Regions from separate parts of the Arabidopsis thaliana genome. Here region 1 is linked to region 2. The links are chromatin contacts, called in public ChIA-PET maps. All regions are on one chromosome and are shown on one strand. The core of a region is the stretch at or near the end of the contact, and the rest is flanking DNA. Distances in the headings are between cores, read along the strand shown.

What was found. ChIA-PET counts read pairs in DNA pulled down with a chosen protein or histone mark.
Region 1: an H3K4me3 ChIA-PET map of shoot shows a contact between it and region 2, with 11 read pairs. The contact joins the promoter of GRXC2 here to the promoter of AT5G40300 in region 2. A contact is called at or near these places in 9 of 26 Hi-C or Micro-C datasets (callus, cotyledon, leaf and 3 more) and 1 of 2 datasets of contacts at active chromatin or transcription factors (shoot).

Annotation. Positions count from the first base shown.
Region 1 is chr5:16,147,491-16,151,445 of TAIR10.1, forward strand. It overlaps GRXC2 (Glutaredoxin family protein), which reads right to left and starts at 1,766. Exons shown (of 4, transcript NM_123401.4): 1 at 1,507-1,766; 2 at 1,191-1,279; 3 at 546-644; 4 at 1-427. The coding sequence starts at 1,562. The coding sequence ends at 336.
Region 2 is chr5:16,108,986-16,112,486 of TAIR10.1, forward strand. AT5G40300 (Uncharacterized protein family (UPF0497)) reads left to right here and starts at 1,649. Exons shown (of 3, transcript NM_123394.4): 1 at 1,649-2,274; 2 at 3,039-3,174. The coding sequence starts at 1,793.

The sequences.
Region 1 (3,955 bases), core at 516-3,015, 39 kb after region 2:
TTATTTTTCTTCACTAATCTATTCTATGGTCCTCAAAATGTCCCGATTCTTGATTGTAGCAATATTCAATCTTCTATCTACGACCTATGTGCACTCTTCAATTGATTTTGCCTGAGAGCCTAAGACTCGAGTTTCTTCTATTTACCCCAAAATGTTACCAAAAGCATAGCCAGAAGATAATAACATCATGTATCAGAAGTTCAAATCCGACTTCGACATAACCATAATCTTAAAAACATTACAGAATATTTCTTCAACTTGACAACGAAACAAGTTCACATTTATGACTCAAACCTCTTTATTCTTGATAGAAGCAATCACATATGGATGTGCTCTTAAGCAGAAGTTGTTGCAGTCTTTCCTGCGATCGCTCCAGCTTCAGTTAACAGCGGAACCAACTTCCCATCTTTATGCAAGTTTGATGTTGCTACAACACATTGAAAATCACAAACTTTTGTTTAGAATAACAGATTACAAGTCCTCACTCCGCTAACAAACAAACAAACAAACAAAAGTTTTGAAGGGAATTGCTCTAATCATCTTACCATCACAGCCACCGATGTGATTTCCTCCTATAAACACATTAGGCACGGTACGTTGTCCTGTCCATTCTGCGAGACCTGATTGAATTTGGCTACCATCACCTGTATTAAACAACACCATTTAATTATTCAAAAATAGCAGAACAATGCTTGAGTCTGGATTTTATCTACAACTCTGAATAAATGCAAAAACTCATATACTTGGATCAATAACTGCTTAGGGTAATGATCATATGCTTTCTGAAACTTTTTGACTTGTGGAAGATAAAACCACATGATCATGAGGCCCTATAGAAAACAAAGAAATTTTCAACTATGTGTTGACAAACAAATCCTACGCTTGGACCAAAAAAATCTACACATGGAACTCCAGCGAACTTTCTACAAAACGAAACCTTTACTTGGATCAATAAACAAAATCCAAACCTCGATACACAAGTAAGAGAACAATTCAAAGTTTCCAAAAACATCAAAAACAGAGAAATTTTCGATGATGGGTTCCAGAACAAAACACTATCCTTGGATCAAACAAAATCCTAAACTCGAATCACCGTAAACAAGCAATAGAACAACAAGTATACCATTCCAAAAACGTTATCAACACAGCAAATGAAACGAATTCATGATGAAAAAATCGGCGAAATTTACTTTCGGTGTCGAGCTCAACGGCCTTGAACTTAGCTCCCAATTGTTGCAAAAGCTCCTTCACTCTCACGCAATATGGACAATAAGTCTTGCTGCAAATTCCAGAAAAATTACCAATTAAATAACTCAAAATCATCCATTGGTACACAAAAGCGTCTAGATACATCCATGAATCGTTCATCGTATAAAATTTCCATGATGAAACACACATAATCGAATCCATATAAAGAAGCCAAAAACACAGATTCGAAGATTCACAAACAAACAGTAATCGAGAGAATCGCGGGAAATTTTGTGCGAATAGAGAGAAGAGAGGAACCTGAAAACAACGACTGATTCGCTGTTAACGATCTCCTTAGCTTTCTGCATCGCCATCTTCGTCGAGATTAGAGAACCCTAGTTTCGCTTGTTGGTTATCGATCTGATATTTTGAGGAGAAAGAAATGAAATTGAAGTAGTAAGAGAAGCGAATCAGTCGGCTTTATAAAAACGCTAAATGGATGATATTTGTAAACCGAGTCAAAAGTCAAAAAGTCATCAAGGTTCAAAATAAAACAAACGTTAGATTTGTTTAATGGGCTTTATTGGGCCTTGTTTCTATCATTTTTCGATCGTCAGGTTGGTGAATGTCTGGCACGTTTAAATTGGAAATCTTTGCTAATTCAAGAACAGCTGATTTTTGTAAGCGGGATTTATAAAAATACTTTTTTCAATTTTTTCACGAATTTAATGATTAAATTATCTTTTATTTAATGAAAACATGTAATTAGAAACTAAAATTACAAAAATTTATTTTCACCCAAAAAAATAGTTTCCGTCAAAATTTTTCTCTCCACCAAATTACTAGGATAGAATGGACCATTCTCTTTAAGGCAACGAGATCCTTCTAAAAATACTCTGCTTCAAGTAAATATGTATTGTCTCTGTTTCTCGCGAAATCTCTGGTGTTCGTACAGCTCTTACCTCAATCATATGCTTGGGCACTCAACCGGTGATTATGAAATCTGATTGTCAAATATCAATCAAGGCCATCAATTTACGATCACCCAATGTAGAGATCCATATATGGTATTTTATCTGATATTTTCTTACTTGCTAGTTCTCTAAACTTTTGTAATTGTACGTTTGTCCCATATCTCCAAACTGCATAGCTGATTTTCTGGCAAAAACTATTCTCTAAACATTGTTTAAATGATATAAGATATGGATTGACAAAAAATAAGTATAAAAAAAAAAAAAAAAAAAAAAAAAAAAAAGATATAAGTATCAAATTAATTAGGCTGTGATAGAAATCAATCTTTCAGATTATATGTTTCGTCATGTAAGCATTTTTGAACTTTTTATGTTTCTAAATTTCCACATATATATAGTAATATTTTGAGAGATTGACACGAATAACACCAAAACAATTTTACTTACAAGATATCATATGATCATGTGTTAATAAAAAAACTTATCATATGATTTTTTCCAATGTAAACTTAAAACTAAAATGAATCTACGTGAACAAACTTTAAATCAAATATCAAATATAGCAAACGTAGCCCGGAATTGACCTTAGTAAAAATATTAATTTCGATCAGTCTTTAGTCTTAGTTGTTGGTTTTGTTCATTGTTTTTTTTTTGTAAGGCCTTAGTTATGACCCAAACATTGTTTCCATTTAGTTCTTAGTTAATGAAACCATTTTATAAACATTTACCACATACTATTAAAAAAATTGAAACGAAGTTACAACTTACAAATAGTTTAAGACGTCCATGCAAACACTAAAAATCAATTTGATCAATTAGTTTTTCCTTAGTAGATTTATATCCTTAACGTGTGGTGTAGAGTTCTTAAGCTAAATGTTCGTTCAAGAAAAACTATTTGTGGTTGGGTCCATTGATTTGTTGTACTAGAAAAACGAAGTAATTTGTGATGGAATTTAATGTTGCAACGAGACTTATCAGTACTTTGGTGTGGCCTAAAGCCGTAGGTCTAAAGAATTAATAAATTCTTGGCCCTAATTAACTTTTTAAAACAGATTTAAATACTATTCTATGTTGATTATGAAACTGTAGGATATTTTATATTATGAAACTTTAATAGATACACATTATAAGTCATAAATAACACTAGAACAACAAAAAAAAGAAAAAGAAACAAAAAACAACTTAGGTTGATTAAGTCTTATTGTTTTCAATATTTGTGTCTCAAACCTCTAGACAACATTTATATATTTGACTCCAAAAATCATATGTAACGTTGTATTCCGATCATCCGATGAGTACGAATCGAGTCAGTAATTGAGGCGATGATTATTGAATTTAGCTGCACCCAACCTAACCTTACCCCACCTTCTTAACGAGTTAGCCACCGACGCATAAATTAGGACCGCCCATTTATTGATTTCTGATCAGGACACTTTTGTATTTGAAATATTATGCTATGGTTTATTGATTAATAGTTCATACACAACTCGTAACAATGTTTTTTTAAAAATAGAATCTTAATAACAACTTTAAGAAAAAAACAAAAAATAATAATCTGTAAATGGATTTTTTCCCTGAAATTTTCCATGATCCAAAAAAACCATTACAAATTTCGTTCTCAATACAATTAAATCAGTATGAATGTCTGAAGTATGATCTCACACTAATTTTGTAGTCAATACTATTACTCTTACAACTGTACACGTTTTCACATCGCCTTAACTCCAGGATTCTCTATCATGATCCATCATCCATGTCTCTATCGTTTATCTGTATCCATTCGTTTAGATCACATC
Region 2 (3,501 bases), core at 399-2,898:
AACCAAACAATCACAGAGTTAACTTTCCGTTAGAATCTCTCTTATATCAAAACGACGTCGTTTTGAAAATTAGAAAATGAAAAAGAAAAACAGCAGTTCAAGTGACTCGAAATGCTGATCTTCTGAACTAATAGAGGAATTCAACCATTAACCTGCATTAACATTATAATATCTTACAGACATAGTATATATATATATATATACACAAAACATAATAATATACAATTAATTAAATATCTGCAATTTATTAAAAATAACAAAACTAAATAAAATCAACAACCAAATATATGCAAATATTAAATATATTTACCCTCAATAAATATTTGGAAATTTCAATTATTTAGTTTGCTATGTTAGTTTCTTCTATATTTGAAAAATTATTGATTTCTAAATTATATAAAACAAACTGAAACTTGGATAAATTAATTTGTATTTATATTATAATATATATTAGATAAATATAAAACATAATTATTCTAACTTGAAATTGATGTAATATTAATAGTTAGATAGAAAATAAATAAATAAAAATTATTTTAGTTACATTATAAGAAAAAGTGATAATTGTATTAATGGTATATATATTTAAATGAAAAGGATTGTATAATTTTAAACTCACATATTTAATATTATATATTCTAATGGTTTCTGTTATTTTTTTACATTATATATATATATATATACATGCTCTGTTTACCATAATACAAGAATATTAATGTAGTTCAATGGTTGAGTGTCTCTTATAAGTCCAAAAGGTCAGTTGTTCGACTCTCCTTGTTAGCAAATTTTCCTTCTTATATTCTAATGTCCAAAATGACGTCGTTTTGATTTCACGGAGATTCTAACGAAAAGTTAACACCGTGATTGTTTTGTTGACGGAAAATTAACGACAAGCCCTAATTGGCCAAGTCAACAAAACTTGATCATTTTATCAAAAGTCAAAATAAACTTTAGGATTTAAATGTCTTTTTGAAAGTTCAGGTTTTTTACGTCCCAAATTTGAAAGTTCACGATTTTTTTGACATTTTTCCCGATACTCTTCCCTGAAAGCTCATTAGATAATTTGGAAATACTCTTTCCCGTGCTCGAAAGTTCGTTTCTTATTCCACAAGTTAATAATACGAAGAATGATGCATAGGAGGGTTGAGACTTGAGATAAACACCAAATCTTTTAATCCTAATCCCTTTAAATAAACAATTAGAAGATTATTTTCGGGCATTAGAACGAAACCCCTTTTTACTAATTAAAACAAGCTAATAATTCAAATGTACCACGTCCATAAACACCAACGTAAAGCCCAAAATATATATGCTGCATCATTTAATCATCAGTTTGTTTCAAAATTTATGTTGCGTCTTTTTTATATGTATATTTTTCTTTTTAGATTTGATCTCCTTAAATTGTTTCACGTCGACTATCTATGTTTGGTTGTGTGCATGATGCATCTTCTGTAAGTCTTTTCATCTCAAGTTTATTTATTTCGTTTTATCGAGAATTAAGAATTTAAATCAACGTTTTTAATAAATTGATGATTTTAATAACACTTTCGCCACCAATAAATCGGAAGAAAATGGGATTATATGTTTCAAACAATAGTTTAGGTTAAAGTTGCAAGAAACCAAAGAAACCAAGTCCTTTTGCAAACACTTATTTTTAAAGTAAGTCTTTTTCTCGTCTTCTTCCTCATTTGTGTCCATTGACCAAAGGTGGAAGAAGAAGAGCTTACTTCATCACTTCCGCTGTCAAACAAACTCAAATTAATTTTTAAAAACCCACAAAATATCTACGAAAATGGAAGAATTAGAAAAAACCCAGAAATTTCAGAAGAAGAAGAAGCAACAACAAGAGAAACAAGACCAGTCTTCACCAATCAACTTCGAGATGTCTTCAAGATCATCACTTCATTCATTACCACAAACAACGATTGAATCACCTCCTGATTCACCAACCCTCTCTTCAATCCCCGATAGCCATGGATCTTCTCCTCACACGATTATTCCAACTCCTTCTGTGGCCAAGACGGAGACTCCTTTTAGGGTTACTAACGGAGAGGAGGAGAAGAAAGTCAGCGAGAGTAGGAGACAATTGAGACCGAGCTTTTCTTCTTCTTCTTCTACTCCGCGTGAATCGAAATGGGCAAGTTTGATTAGGAAAGCTCTACTTGGATTTAGGGTTATTGCGTTTGTTTCGTGTCTTGTTTCGTTCTCTGTAATGGTTTCTGATAGAGATAAAGGATGGGCTCATGATTCTTTCTACAACTACAAAGAATTCAGGTTCAAGTTTCAAACTTTCTTAGTATCTGAACATGTTTTGAAGGATCATTAGCTTTAAAATGGTTCCTAGATTGATATGTTAGTACCTTTTTATCTTAGTTTAGGTTTGGTTTAATCTGAGCTCAAAGTGTTTTTGGCTAGATGACTTTGATTTGGTCTAATCACTGTGGGAAATTTGAAGTTTTTACCTTGAAATTAGCTGTTGAAATTTAAGCTAATGAAGTCATCTAAGGTTTTGTATTTATCGGAGATCAAGTGTAGTTGGCTAGAGTAGACTCTGATTTGGTTCAATCACTGTCTGGAATTTGAAGCTTTTCTCTTGAAACTAGCTATAGAAGTCGTTTTAGCTAATGAAGTTATCCAGGAATAAGACTAGGTTTAGGTTTGATTTTCATCTGAGGTCGAATGTATTTGGCTAAATTTGGTTTAATCACTGTATCGAATTTGAAGCTTTCTCTTAAAGTCGTTTAAGCTGAGAAAGTTATCCAATGACCAGTAATAAAACTAGATTTTGATTTACATTTGAAGTCAGACATATTTGGTTAGATTACTCTGATTTGGTTTAAATCACTCTGTGTATATTCGAAGCTTTCTGATGAAATTAGCCACGGATGTGTGTAAAGCTTATGTAGTTATCTAATGACATGTTCTAGCTAAAGTGTAACACTTTTTCCTGGATTACTTTTTTAACTGCTAATATTTCTTGCAAATGTTTTCTTGCGTTTGATTTATTTGTGTATGTTGTTTGGCATTTTTGGTTGCAGGTTCTGTTTGGCTGCGAATGTGATTGGTTTTGTCTACTCTGGTTTTATGATATGTGATCTTGTATACCTGTTATCTACTAGCATCCGAAGATCACGACATAACCTGCGACATTTCTTGGAATTTGGTCTTGATCAAGTATGTTCCTTCTGCCTCTCTGTGATTGTATACTCTGTTCTTTTAGTGAATACCCAAATTGAAACTTGATGTGATAGAACTAAAAAGAAGATGAGTTTTTAGTGAATCTGATTGGTCTTTTCTAAATACTAATCGACTTCATCCTTATCAAATGTGATTGGTTTCATCATTTGAGCTAATTCTATCTGATTCTTGTACATAATTTTAGTATTAGTCTCTGTTTGATGACATATCATTTATGTTACCTCCTTACTGATCCATTAAAGTTTAGTGTGGCTATGGCTTATATAGTCTTTTGCATTTGAATTCAACTATGTTCCCGCTAAA